Regions from separate parts of the Zea mays genome. Here region 2 is linked to region 1. A link is a contact called in public Hi-C data. All regions are on one chromosome and are shown on one strand. Each heading gives the region's core, a stretch centred on a gene start, on an enhancer-like site or on the middle of the called end of the contact. The rest is flanking DNA. Distances are from core to core; before and after follow the strand shown.

Evidence for each region. Hi-C and Micro-C count contacts between places; a contact is called where the count stands out from the background.
Region 2: a Hi-C map of ear shows a contact between it and region 1, with 2.3 times the contacts expected there. The contact joins the promoter of LOC100382784 here to the promoter of LOC100384730 in region 1. A contact is called at or near these places in 2 of 25 Hi-C or Micro-C datasets (ear and tassel).

What each region holds. Positions count from the first base shown.
Region 1 is chr6:106,449,563-106,457,153 of Zm-B73-REFERENCE-NAM-5.0, reverse strand. LOC100384730 reads right to left here and starts at 2,707. Exons shown (of 5, transcript NM_001177198.2): 1 at 2,060-2,707; 2 at 353-445. The coding sequence starts at 2,530.
Region 2 is chr6:106,979,313-106,986,903 of Zm-B73-REFERENCE-NAM-5.0, reverse strand. LOC100382784 reads right to left here and starts at 4,014. Exons shown (of 7, transcript XM_008650819.2): 1 at 3,747-4,014; 2 at 3,455-3,636; 3 at 3,259-3,366. The coding sequence starts at 3,752. It overlaps LOC111589528 (a long non-coding RNA gene), which reads right to left. Exons shown (of 2, transcript XR_002748569.1): 1 at 7,012-7,591; 2 at 4,875-5,069. It overlaps LOC118472222 (a long non-coding RNA gene), which reads left to right and starts at 2,162. Exons shown (of 2, transcript XR_004850238.1): 1 at 2,162-2,230; 2 at 2,459-3,347. LOC118472223 (a long non-coding RNA gene) reads left to right here. Exons shown (of 2, transcript XR_004850239.1): 2 at 17-1,157.

The sequences.
Region 1 (7,591 bases), core at 1,458-3,957:
CTACGTACAACTATAGGCACTCGAACAGGAGCAGCCTTTCCCACTACTACAACTGGGTCTGGGTGGGTGCTGACCATGCCAGATTAAAACCTGTTGCCTGGCCGGCCTGTGCTGAACTGCTTGCTGATGCCGTGAACGGCGGGGGAGGCTAGGGAGATATGGGGTCGGCAGTAGGTTAGTGAAAAGGGCGTTCAAGGTTAATAGTCACCAGAGCCAACCAAAGCTACCATCTGCTGTGCCCATCCCATGCTTGTCGCTTTGGTCGTTCGCCACCCACCCCGCTCGGTTTCCACGTGACTACACTTGCTTCCTCTGTACACGCGGCTAGGAGCAAGGGCTGAGGGGAGCTTACCATCTTCTTCCGCGCCCGCTGTCCGGCGGGCCGAGGTGGTGGCAGTGGCACTGGCACCGCGGGGATCGTCCGCCGTCCGGCGAGGCCACCCACCTGCAGGAGAAAAGCGCGCTGCAGCTAGTTAGTTCAGTTGCTATGCTGGAGTGTCAGCCACGGCAACAAACAAACGACGCGCAAGTGCGGAACCACTAGACTAGAGCTAGAGCCAGAGCGAACAGCAGGCGTCGAAAAGCAGCAACACGGAACGCATGTTTACAATTCCTGCAGCAGCGCCAGCGCAGCCGGCATCTCGATTAGGCAATCACATGACCATCACATGAAGCACGTTATTACGGGATGGGGGGAGGGGGCGAAGGCGAAAGCGTGGGCATCAAAAGCATATGGACAAGCGACATGTCGATCTCATCCCGCCGTCTACCACCTGAGCGTAATCAGCGAGCAAATTCCGAGTTTCTCCCTTGTTCCAAATTTCAGATGGTCGGGGGGGAAAAAGTTAGGATTTCATGTGGGCCCCCCGTCACGCCACCCGGCAAACGTGTCACTGCCGGACTGGGGATCGAGTGCGCTTCGTCGTCCACCGGTTTTCGCCTGCGTGTGTGGCGCCCACGAGGCGCGCCCCTTCCCCGACGCCTAGGCGGGAGGCCCGGTTTGACTGCGCGCCACAGCAGCGAGAGGGATAAGCACTGGATACTGTCGAAAATGCCCTCCATCGGTATTAGGGTCCCTGGCGGGACACTGGGTGGGCGAGGACAGTTTTGGGCACGGAGACAGCGCAGCGGCGAACGCACACGCAAGCCGCAACCGCCTACCCTTGTGAATTGCCGCCGCCGCTAAGTCAACCCCGGAGAACAATACGTACTCCCTCCGGTGCAGTAAAAGAAGTCATCCTGCGCGTGACCGAGCGTGCACAAAAAGAAGTCATAGCGCGCGTGGGTCTGGGATTTGGACGTTGTTGCCCCTAGTAATTGCAAAAAAAAGATGCATTTAAGAGGAATCGAACTTGAGACCTCCAGTCTAGAATGCCTTGGAGCTGCTGCAGCAACCAATCAAGTTTGATTGTTTTAGTGATGTTAATGCACCCATATCCCTATTTAATAGGGGCAAACAGGGAAAACTTTATGATAATTAATCACTCGTTGGTATGCACAATCATGTCCTAAACGACTACCTTTACTGCACTGCATTGTAGGGAGTATACAATATGGGCAGCGAATAAAAATCCGGGAACTGTGCACTTGTCCGCTCCATCCAGGGGCTGCGCTATGACGGCGGGACTGTGGAGGCGAGAGAGCCGTGAGGTATCCGACCAGACCACACGGACACGGCGTCTCCTTTTACCGGACTCGCCATCAACGGGTGGCGAGAGTAGACTGGGGAAAAGGTCCCGCGAACGGGAGAAAAAAAAGGAGGGTGAGGGAGGAGGGCGGGAGGCTAGTCTGGGGCCTGGGGACGGGAAAAGCGATGTGTCATCGGGAGGTCATCATCCTCGTGCTGCTGACACGGAGGGTCAGTTTGGCCCGTCCGTCTGCCGAGCCAAGCACGAACGCGAATCGGAACGCAACCAACCAACCGCCGGCGCCCACAACCACAACACAGCGGGCGACCATGCAAACGTCCAAACCAAACCAAACCAAACCAACGGGAGACGGAGACGGGGGATGTCAGATGTGAGGTAGGCGCGCGCGCGCGCGCACGCACGGACAGTACCTTGCTGGGAGGCGGGGGCGCCGCGAGCTGCTGGCACGCGGCGGCCGGAGGGAGCGCTGGGTCTGGCCGGGAGCAGAAGGCGCCGTCCTCGCCGCCGCTAGTGGACGCGCCGGAGCCGGAGCCGGACGCGCCGCTGTAGTCGAGGGGCGACGCGGGGCTGCCTCGGGCGCCTCGCCTCGCCGTCTTCTTCTTCGTCGCCGTCGTCGTCGCGCCCGCGGAGGCAGCGGAGCCCGAGGCCGACGGGGACTCGCGGCGGGACCGCGAGCGCTTCCCGCGCGCCACCGCCGGCCAGGCCAGGTCCCGCGCGTCGTCCCCGCCCTCCGCCTGCACGCCGTCGCGGGCGGGATCGGGCTCGTGCTGGCGCTGGCTCCACGGCGGGGTCCAGCCAGCGAGGTCCGCGCCACGGAGAGAGCATATGATGTCGGCGGCCGTCGCGACCACCGCGCAGGCCTCCCCGTCGGCCGCGGTCATGTCGCGTCCCGCTGCCTGTGCCTGGGCGAGGTGGACCACCGCCCGAGCGGAAGCCCACGCGGAGGCGTGCGGAGAGAGAGAGAGAGAGAGAGAGAGAGTGGGAGGGGAGGCGAAGAGGATGTGGGTGGGAGCGGTGCGAATGAGAGGGGCGTGGAGACGAGGCGAGACGAGCGAAAGCCACGGCGTGGCGGACTGGCGGTCCGCGGCCCCGCTTTTAAACGGCGGAATAAAACCACGTAAAATAATCAGATCGGGCCCACCACGCTCACCCTCCCCTACTCGGCCACCACACCACCTGCAGCTACGCGCCGCGCGCGGCGCCACGTCGTCTTCGGCCGACCCCGCGCCCGCATCACTTGCACGCGGCCTCGCCCCGCATGTCAGTCAATGCAGTAAGTGGTGGTCTACTCGCGGAGGCCGACAGGCGTGGCGGTGGAGCCTTTCCGCGCCTTCGCGTACTTGGACTGGGACTGCGCTGCAGAGAGCCAGAGAGAGAAATGCGGTTGCCACTTGAACTGAGAGGCCGGGGTAGTTTGGTAAAAGTGAGGACGCAAGGTAGTAGAGCGGGCGGCGACGGGCGTCGGGGGTGCTTGGAATGGACTGGAATGAGGCTATCCGCAACCGTTACTCCTAAATTTTTCCCCATATATCACTTGTTCCATCTATTTTCCCCCTATGTTTTCATCTCCCGCAGCGGTTCCCCCTAAATACTCCCCTATACCCCACTACAATTATAAAATATCATTTTCTATATCTACTACCAATTTTTTATCTACTAATAATTACTCGTGGCCCCACAGCACAGTGCTGTAGGGGGTGAATAGTGAACCCCTTGATCTGGGGGACTCCTGCTCCCACCCCTACGACTGTAGCGTGTAGGGGGCTCTCTAGCGTCAGCCGCTGCGCGCGTAGAGGCCCCCTACGCAAGGGGAGAGGGCGCCGTAGCGCAGTAGCCCGTAGCCAGGTAGGTGGCAGCGGTCCGGGCTTATTCCCTGTGGGGGCCTGCTGGGGAAATTGGCAAATCCGCCTGCTTCTTTGACGAGAAGTACGGGCTATTCTTTTTTTTTTCGTGTGTGCGAGGTGGTTGCTGCCTCGCTGGACTTTGGGGACTTCCACAGTTCTGCGTCAATGGCCGTAGAAATATTCTGTGGTGCGAGATGCAATCACGCAGAAAGGAGCTCGGGAAACAGGGTCTGGAACCGTTTCTCCGGTGCCGGATGCGGATCGTATTCCAGTCTGTCCGTAGCAACTGCGATTTCGCTGCACTGTTTACAAAGTGAATTTTTATTAAAAAAAAAATAGGAGATGAGATATAAAATGGGGATAGCATACCCCGGTTATAGCATATTCTAAGGCGTATTGATGTGTTTCGAAATAAATTAGTGCTTATCCTTTGTTTCAATTTTAGTTATATGACGATGTCTTAATACAGACACTTACCACACAGATGTTCTACTTGTAGTCCGATTCTCTAGTTTAACTGAAGCAGACAACAATATGTTGCGTGTCTTTGACTCTTGAGCTTGTTGGTCTCGTAAATTTATTTATTTATAGACAGTGAGAATACTACAGTGCGATCCAGCTACAACAAGTTCACGACCGAGTGAAAAACGACAGCGACCAGGGACGGCCCCCGCGCCACTGCTGTGGTCTTCGGGATCTCGGGTGGGCTGCTGCCGCCGCCGCCTGCCTGCCTGCTTGGGGCTTGGCCGGAAACGCCTTGGATTTTGTTGGTCGTTTCTGGGGTCGGGTCAGGGTCAGGCACCGGTGCCTCCGTTCCTCTGCTCAACCTTTGTCTGCTCTGCTCTGGTCTGCTCTTTCGGCCAGAGAATTTTGTGCCATCGGTGACGCGTCTAGTTCGTGCCACTCAGAAGTCAGCATCATCCGTTGTAGTATGTATGTGCAATTGTGCATGTACCTGTGGATTTAGTTAGTCTTTTAGGAAGTTAGTTTGTTACGGGTTGAATTTTGATATGGCGTAGATTTGAAGTCATTAGCACTTAGCATGGCTTCGTCTCTGCCGTCGCTGTCGTGGTGGATAGGGTGAGCGTCGGTCCGGTAGGCCCACGGTCCACCTGGCGTCGTCCACGGCTCCATGTTACTTTCGGCCCGGCCCCGGACACCTGGCGCTGGGAGCGCTATCTAAAAGCGTGCGGTCTCGAGGTCGATATGCCTACCCCGCGTCCGCATCCGCGTGGCTGTACTGTAGAAAACGGCAAAACGCGATGCAAAGTGCGGGAAAAGGGTAGCGAGCGGCAGGGAGATGCACACCGGGCGTCATCAGCTCTTCTGCTGGATGCGAGCAGAGCACGCCATACTCTGTGGAAACTTATTCTGTGCTCGTTGAGCTCTTATGCTCATATGAGCACTTTAAATCTGATTTCTTCATTTCTCATTCAAGTATTAATAGACATTTTCTAGTTTCTTCTGTGTGCTACTCTTGACCACCCTTGTTGCGTCGCACCACATGTCTCTTCTGTGTGCCACTGCTGCCCTCAGCCCCTGGATGAGAAATGAAGACACCAGATTTAAAGTGTTCATATGAGCAGGGGCAGAGCCAGGGGGCCGGCAGGGGCCATGGCCCCTCCCAAGACTGCGACATACACATATATATATTGCAAATATTGTGTAGTCTAAATATATATACTCTAGATTTTATCAATATAATTAATCAAAGGTTTAATATAATGGTTGGTAATATATAATCCATAACTCTTGTAGTAAGCCAACCAAAGTCTAAAAGAGACAAAAAAATATATAAGATAAAATATTTGTTGAATGATCAATTGATGGCACGAGACGTCAAACCTAATTTTCTTGCAGACGCCGATATCTAAACCTCACCCCTTTATGATTCATCTTATCGTCTCGCTGGGCAGCTGCCGATTGCCACTGACCACTTGACTTTCTTATGACATAGCCTCACAACCAAAGTCTAGAGAAGGTGATCACGTGAAGCAACAAAATAAGCGCTAACAACGTCGATCACCAGAACCATATGTCGCAGCTGGGACGTCCGCATAGACTACAAAAACTAGATCCAAATATGGCTAACTCATATACATACTACATTAGATCTAGTGGATAATAAAATCTACAAATTTCAACTAAAGTTGTCATCTGATAGTTGTTGTTTACACAACTAATTTAACATGTTACCTATGCATGTTGATGATTTTTTATGGATCCTTGAGGCTAGTTGAAATTTTGGATTCTCTCAAAAATAATTTATTAGACGTATCATGAATACTAGAGTCATTATATAACAGTTGGATTTCATCAACCGAACATTCATCATTATGTCATCTTTATTATTTTGGTATTGTTACTATACCACAGCTTTAATTTAATATATCAATTACCTAGAAAATAAACTCATGGACTAAGGTAATTTATAAAGAACTAGATTTCGTATTCTATATCGAGTGCTTAAATTTGTAACATGATACAATGTATTTTTACCATATAATATTGATGAATTGATCGGTCTCCTTTATATTGTAATCCTGATTCCGCCCCTGTATATGATCACAAGAGCTCCGTGAGCACAGGATACGTTCCCATATTCTCCAGTCGCAGCATGGTGTCATGTGGTGGCAAACAGCAGTCGGTTCCTGGTTTCCTGAACTGGCTGTCTCTCCTCCACGAAGGTTAAAACGATTCACGTTAATTTTCTTTACCTTGCGTCACGTTAGCGGTATCCACCATGCTACAAATTTCTTTTGCGTCACGTTAGCGGTATCCACCATGCTACAAATTTCTTTCACATGCTCTTATATTTAAAACGATCTAAGATATTTTGTTTGGAAAAAAGAAATCATCCGATCATGTAATTAAGGTGGGTGTGTTTGAATAAACTACATCTAATAGATAGATGTTAAAATTCGATGGAGATAATATCTAAACAATCTAACTAACAGTTTGACTGTTAAGTGAGCTATATTGCTTGCGCTTTGTCGTCGTAAGCTAGTGTCCCCATGATGCTGAGACGACTAAGTCTGTCTTCGACGCTTTCGTGCACACATCCCCTAACCGAACATTCGGTTCTCGTATTGTCTTCAACGGTTCTCCGGACAAGTTCACGGTATGTAAGGGAGCAACAGATTTTATCGTGTGTATTTAGGGAAGAAGATCAGGGCCGGGCCAGCATAATTCAAGGCCCTGTACCGATTTTTTCTTTTTTTTCTTTGTTAAGAATAGAGGGTATAGATTAATCTCAATTATTAACCGTGATTGAATTATTAATGTGGGAAATGGCTTCATAACGGTAACGAATGATCTTAACGTTTGGATGTTATGCCAGCATGTGCTAGCTGCACTTCGCCATATAGCTAAAATGAGTTGCATAACAGATTGGTACTCGGTTGTTACGACAAACACTATGTTTTATTCTTATCGAGCTGACTTAGCTAGACCTTCTAATCATTACTAAAATTTGCATTGATTAAACTATCGCTAACTATTATTTTAGGAGCCCTTAGAGGGAGGGGGCCCTGTTCTTGTGCACCGGTGGCACATGCCCCCCGCCCGGGCATGAAGAAGATGTCCACTCAGCTGTGGAGTGCATCGTGGTGGTGGGTCATGGCGCATGCGCACGACGGATCGTCGGTCAAGCTTGCAAGGGTGAAGGATGGAGAGACCAAGTGGTTGTAAGATTAAGGATATCCGCTAGAGGGAGTAAATAGTCGGTTTCAATTAAAATCAAAGACATTTGAAGATTTTAATTAGAATGACAATAGAATTAAATCCTCTAGCCTATATCTAGCTAAAATTCGCTCTACAACCTAAGATGAACAAGTGTTTAAATTAATTAGCAGGACAATGATAAGTACAAAGGATAAAGATTGTAATAATTAAATCAACAAGGACACACCAGATGTTTTACCGAGGTCTCTATGTTTTACGGATCACCTCTAATATAAATTGTGGCGAATTCAATGCACGCACTTGCTCCTTGAGCCAAGTGGTTAAGGAATCACTCAAACCTCGATTCCACTAATTATAGTTTTTTGCCGCATCGGCGAGGCAAGTGCACGTCTCTCGTAATCTCCTCTACGGCTT
Region 2 (7,591 bases), core at 2,765-5,264, 530 kb before region 1:
CATGTTTCTTGGGCAGCAAACGGAGAGGAATTGCGAATTGGCAGGTGCTGCCTCCACCTGGTAACGGTGGGCTGAAATACTATGGTTGTGAGCAGTAAATTCGACCAAATCATCTGCTCCTCAAAAGCCATCTGCGCCTCGACCGGACGGTGACATAGGTGATCCACAGGTATGTGTCGGTGTCATTATACTAGAGACGGCAATGAAATGTCAATTTCGATGTGATTAGGGAGTGTAGAGAATGAAACATGAATGTCTCATTCTATCTATGAATCACCCCTGCACTTTGAATCACTTATGTCATTATTAGCAATCACATAATATTTTTCTTTTGTTTTAGATTTATAGAAACAAGTGACTACATAGCTGCACAGTCTCTCGTCGCTTCCTCAAAATAAAAATTTGTGAGTGGTGCTACACTATTCTGCATTTTAATTGTTGAATATTCACCTTCCGCTGGCAAAAATAGAGTGTAACCATAGATTTGATGAAAAATAGGGGAGCAATTTACTACACCCAATGGTGGTCTGCAATCTATTAATTTGCTCTTTTGAATTTAGTTCATTTAATTCTCTGAATCAAACCAAAACAAGGGCTAGGAGCTGTAGTCCAGGTTCTTGGTTCGTGATTGATTAACATAAAATCAATGTTGAAGACAAGGTGACCCAAAAGCGTACAACCTTGTTTTGTTCCTGGGATTTGGGGGATTTAGAAGTTTGTCTTTTAATAATAAAATGTGAGTCATTTTCTATGTGCACAAGCTCTGATGAGTTTAAATGTTTTCTATGGATTGCCACCAGGAGGTCCTCAAGAGCATCAACCTCGACTACTATGCTTGCTGGCCACTGAAAACCCCGGCACCTAGCCGAGCCTGTCGGAGTTGGAGGTTTCTCGAATCCTGAAGCCACAGCCTGCGATAGTAGATCACCTGCAATTTCGACTGTACGTCTTTCCCCCATCCCTTGGCTGCATTTCGATTTGGATCCGCTGATGGTGTGTCCCTGCTGCTTACCCTTTCGTGCATTTTTGTGATGTGATTTGGATCCTCTGATGGGCGCATAACTACTGCTTACCCTTTCGGTGCTCCTGTGCGAGCAATGCTTATCCCAAGTGAATCGCTGCATTTATGTACTACAGAAGATGATACAAGCAAATCATTAGTGAACACTAGCAAAGAAGAAATAGATTCTGGAGGAACATTAGCCTTGGTTTCAAGATACCCAAGGAAGCCATTAAAGGTCAGTATCTCTTTTCTTGTCTAGCCAAGTAGTTGGTGTTTCTGTTAGCTTGTTAGTCCATATGAAGCTATGAAGACCCCACAACACACATATAGTACAGGACTGTTTTGAAATGATAATATTACTAACTTAGTTGTGCAGCTGATCAGTGAGCTCTAAGCTCTCATCTTGCTCTTGTTTCCTCTCTGTGGTGACAAAAGTCTTGTCTGGTATTTGATTCATACGATGCTGCATTGTGTGATGGTTGCTTGATTTTTGCACTAGGGAGTTTTGGTGCTCTGTAGGGGTTGGTACTTATTACAGTGTTGTGCCTTTTCTCAAAACTGATTTGTACCATGTGAGTTCGTTTTCCATTCTATACAGTTGATGATTTCCCTTGAGAACCTTGTTATCTTCTCATCATGATTAGGCGATCTGATCCCTATTTCGTTCTTGTGGTCCTTGTTTCATCACGTGCAATGATTTTTTTTCATGTAGGTATAAGCAATTTTCTGCATGATCTAGGTAAAAATTGAGTTTGTCCATTTTGGCTCAGAACAACGCGCCAACTTGCAGATGTTCTTAGGCTCAAAGATATATTATGCATTAATGTATTGCAGATAAAGGCCAATTTGATGCATGATCTAGGTAAAAATTAAGTCTGTCCATTTTTTGCTCACAACAACATGCCAACTTCTAGATTTTCTTAGTCCCAAAGATTTATTATGTATAAAGTGTATTGTAGTTGTTGATCAAGTGATTGTTTTATGTCTGTTTTATATGCAAAAAAAGTATAATCAAGTTATGTGTTTAAAAATGAAAACAAATACTTTCGGCTCTATATTTTGTGATTACACAGGTTTGTAGAAAGTCACTTGGAAAAAGTGATCAAACTATATTGTTTATTTGTTTCTGTATTTTCATGTCTAAATGTATTATCTTTCAGGAGATATACTTGGAGCATCAGAATTATAAGTGCATCTACAAGAGCAATTACAACAATTCTCCATCAGGTTGTTCAACAATGAGCAATACAGCCTCCCACCTTGGTCGATTAGCATCCTTTCTCACCTTGGTCGATTAGCATCCTTTCTGACTGAAATAATGTTATTTTTAATGGTGCCACAATAAGTTTCACTTATGCTTATTTTCAGTATGACACATTCTCCTCTTATTGCATTTGTCCCCTTTTGATGACCTGGTTTACCTGATTATAATTGTTTGTCCCTGGCGCCTTGCAGGTTGGTGTTTAGAAATCTCATATGCAAATGTGGGAAGACGATGCCTCATCAATGACGAGTAGGTTGAATCTCTCCTAGCGGCACCATTGCTCACCACAACTGGTTTGCTTGAGCAACTTAATGTCACTCTCAAGAGGGACCACCCTTCGACTGACACCTTGAAGCACCACATAAGCTTTAGAAAGTTGGAATTGTACTCCGTATACATAAATTACCATGATATTATATGTTCCTGTAATTCTATGTTGATTCTTTAGAAATAATATATACGATATTGTAATGTTTGTTCGACATCAGTTGATTTTATTTGAGTTGACATATTTATAATAATATTATATATTTATATTGTCACACAGATTTTACATATCATATTGATATTTGTTATTTCATATCTATGTTTTACACTATTTTTTAACTTCTGTGGCAAGTATGAATAATTGAAAGATTAATATATGCCTGATTGGATGCCGTTGCAACGCACGGGCACCTACCTAGTGTTTTATATAAGGTGTATCTGAAGCACTCCGTTGGTGGAATTGTCCGTCCAAAAGGCAAAGCGTTTCATATAAAGATCTAGCTCCAAAGTTCTGCATCCCCAATACCATCACAGTACAAGGTATTGGTAGCACTAGCTTCCTACGACCAAATCCTTCAGCAGCATGCAACCAACATAGTTTTGCATCTCTTTACAGAGTCCACGGTCTGGCAGCGCATTCAAAATTTAAAATAACAACTACCCGCAGTAGGTTTACCCAGAATCCTACACAATTCCCCCAAAAGCGCACTAGCAAAATCCTCACCTCTTCTCGTAGAGGAGCGCAGAGACAAGGCTGGCAAAGGTCTCAGGCTTCATGTCCCTCTCCTCGCGCAGCTGATACAGCTTGTGCCTGAAGACCAACCGCTGGTACCTGCGGAGGGACCTAAAACCCTAAGCAGCTGAACCGAAGAGAACAGGCCGTGGGGGCGGGCGGGGAGAATTCGGCAACTGCGACTCACAGCGTCTGGGCGTCGGTGGCGAGCCCTGAGAGGCCGATGTAGAGCTTGTCGTGGATCTTGAACACCCTCTGGAAGTCTGTCGCGATGGTCTGAAGCTGCACGCCGAGCCGCCGGTCGCTGGCAATCGCGAAGCAGTTCTTCCCCACCATCGCCACCACGGCGGACCCATTGTACTCGAAGATCTGCAATGGGCAGGGGGCGAAACTGTAAGGAATTCGAGATCCGGGGCGAGAAGGAGGGACGACACGGGAGGCGAGGGGGGGGGGGGGGGGGGGGGGGGGGGGGTACTCACTGACATAGCCGGAGCTGCGGCAGTGCGGCGACGGCTATTTCGCGGAGAAGGGCTCGGGTGGATGCGTCGTCGTCGACGATCGGAGGGGAAGTAGCGACTACGACGGTTGTGGGCTTTGATGGAGGCCGGGTTGGGCTTCTTGGTGAGCAAGAAGGTCCAGCGATGCCACGCCGGAGCCGCGTCCAGTCCCGGCTTGTTTGGTTCTGCGTCGAACAAAATGAGGGTCTCTTTGGTTAGAGGTAGCACGAGGGAAATTGGAGGCCCTCTAATCCTCATTAATTTATATCTAAACCCTTCCTATTTAATGTTAACTAGAAAGTAATTTAATCTTCTCTAATTCATATAATTCATCTTTAAACGAACGGGCTTTTTATGGGGCGGTTTGTTTCAGTTTATTGTACATTTTGTACGTCAGTTTTTAGACTATTCAAAAGTAAAAAGGCTTTCGAAAACCAAGAATTAAAAGCTCGTTAGGATAAACTTTTAGACTTTTAGTTTATAGAAGTTGTTTGGATTTTAGAAAGTTCAAAAACCAGTGGTTTAAACTCTAAAAGCGGCCACAAGCTGAAATACATAGGTCCGATGTGCAACCTCAGGACTGTAGTGCTAACTTATCGTCTCACAAAGTTCAACCTTAAAATTTGATTGGAGTTTTCATATCTACCTAACTACGTGGTACATATGTTCGTAAGTTTGCAACTAAAAATGTCAAACGTGGCATATGTTCCCTTCAGCTTGCAGACAGCAGCTGCGACATCTTTCTTAAAAAAATTGTACAGGTGGTAATTTTAATATTATGAGTAATTGCTTTACAAATGGACGTTGTATATGTGATAATTTTAATACTATGAATAATTTTAATATCGTTCTGCAGACATGTCGTGTTGGAGTTGGAGCCATGGAGGCCGCGTTGGACCCCAAACCGCGTCGTCCTCTTCGCCCTGATCAAAATGGAAAACCTCGTCATCTCGTCACAACAGAGATCTCCATTTCATCTCCTTTGTCGCCCCCACGAGTCTTCAGAAATCGCCCTCGCGATCTTCTCTTAATCTCCTGTCACACCCGAATTTAAGGAATAAAGCCTGGTACGTCTTATATATGCGCCAAGTAAGAACAACACATATAATAAAAGAGCGTATAGAGATAAATATCATAAATATCATAAATTCACTTGTTACATAGCGTAAGTTTTACAAAATAAATGATAAATATAAAACGAACTAAATATTATTTCTCTGGCGCCACAGAGCTGACCGGAAGACGCCACCTAGATCAAGTCGAACTTCTCGTTGTGCGGCTCCTTTTCGACCACATGCTCTTCACCTGTAGAGGGTTTATATATCGCAAGAGTGAACTCACAAAAGATCATATCTCAACAAGTTGTGAGAAATAATGTGCATGAACTCACTAAAGGTGAGAGTTCATGCGAAGTGTAAGGCTAATCAACAAAATAAAGATTGAAGCAGAGCATTGCTTTTTATAAGTTGGTCAAAATTTTATTATCACTTACTAAATATAAATAAATACCAAACCTTAGTAATAATAAATCAAAGTAATAATAAATAATCTCAATGCGATGCAAATGATAAATTGAATTTAATTCCATAAATTAATCATGTGATGGCCTGAGCTGCTCATGACCGTGAGCACGGCTGATATGCCAGTTTTACACTCTGCAGAGGTTGCACATCTTTACTCACAAGTCATGTTACCCATCTGCCAAGGGGTCATGAATCTCATACACCTCTACCAAGAAAACAAGGCAGGGTAACACTACGAGGCCTTTACAAAGTTCCACTAGCTTCAGAAAACCCACTACAGTTTTTAGGAAGCTCCAATGCAGGGACCCCTCGCCTGACCATCATCGCAGCAAAATCAATCCAAGGGCCTCTCCACACTGACCACTCCCCTACTGCCCTTACCCCTATTGGGTAAGGTAGTCCTCCATTAGCTTTCCTAGTTAGTCACCCAAGGGAGTCCCATACCACCCTTGTGGTAGCATTGTTTTCTTAGGTGGTCGTTCCATGTTCCAATTAACATAATGATCTTATCATGAACAACAAATAAGAAACTGATAATAAAAGTGTGATCATTAATAATGTGTATCTCCATACTCAAAACCACATAAAGCAGTAGCAAGTACTACCCAAAAAGTTCAGTGGAATCAAGTATAAAGATAGCCAACTAGGGTAACCTAAAGGGTTCTATCAAAATTTACCTATATAGATCATTATGATTAATAAGAACATGACTGGGTAAAAAGAAGTGATCAAGGACACAACTTGCCCTCAACGAGCTCCCGCTCAGCAATTTCCACCTATTGAACCCCTGGATCCTCATTAGCTTGCTCGTCTACTCACAACAATACAAACAAACATAGTATATCAAAAATTAACATCACACCAAACAACAGGACAGAATGCATGTTAATATTCTACGTTGCGTAACGAGATCGTAGAAACAATAATCACTAAATTTGGATCTATGGTTATTAAGTTATGCATTTCTGAAGTTATTTAGCACTTAGAATAGATTAATTCAAGTGAACAATTTTAATTCAGGTTTTATGGCTAAACAGAGCTACTAATTGATAGAAAATATTATTACAAAAATTAATGCCATAGGAATTGGTCAATTTGAAGCTAAAATGAATTAAATATGATTTATATAGGTTTCTAGAATTATTTTTGTATTAAAAATCAATTTCCATAATTAACTCTCTATTTTTATTACTCATGGACTGCACGCCAAATACTGGAAAGCGCAGGGACCTCTGCGCAAGAATTCCCAAGACTCAGGCTACAACTTCGGTGGACTGTGAGTTTATTCCTTAAAACCCGAGGGGTTGCTTTGCAATTTTGCTCGGCCGAAAGGGTATCAGCAAATCAGAGCCGTTAGATCTAAATCTTATGGTTTGGATTAGATTTCGTTGCTTATGAATCGGTATGTGATCTCCACCGTTAGATCGGAGTTCAAGGCTTCAGATTTTATGAGGCTTTGCTTACCCTGAACCGTCCGATCAACCCAACGGTCCAGATCGACTTGCCCAACGAAGGGGGGTCTAGATTTAATCCGGTCATTCATCCCATATCCGACGGCGCACAATTCGTCTTCTCTCCCTCACTGTACGCGGCAACGCCACTCTCCAATACTCGCCGGAGACCCGCCGGTGTAAAGTGGTTCCACAGCCCAGCCCGTAATTCCAACCCTCGTTACCCGTAAACGATTGCAGAGCAAGCAAGAAACCCACCGGACGAAAACATACCGGCTAATTGGGTGCCTAGGTAGGTTGACCACGTCCATCCGCGCGGGGCAGTCGTGCGGGATACACCGGTGTCGAATTGAATGGACCTCCGATGACCCCCCCTGCCTAGAGGATGTCTTGCAAATGACCCTCGCTCCACCGCGCTTGCCAATCACACCACTCTGGCAGTCCGGACGAAGGCGGTCCGAGAACTCGGTGTGGCGGCGATATCCTCTCTCTCTCTCCCCCCGATTTCTCACCGCAGGCGCTGGCAGTGATGACACAGAGGATTCGTGGAACTCAAGGTTTAGGAGCGTCGTAGGGTACGCACTATCTAAATACTGGAGGGAGGTCGGCTACTGGCTAGGGCGACCTGCCCGGGATGCGGTTGAAGCTTTCGCGCTTATCGTGGAGACGACAGTCTGACCACCCGGTCCCACATGCAAGCGCCCGACCAAGAGAGAAAGTCCGCTAGGTGGGCCACACTTTGTGATCCACGCGTGCACGCGAGGAGGACTTGTGACTGGTTGGAGGGGCCCATACGCCAGGTCCTAGTGCGGAGGCCAATGGGCTGCGCGGACAAGGGAACGAGGTGGGTCGG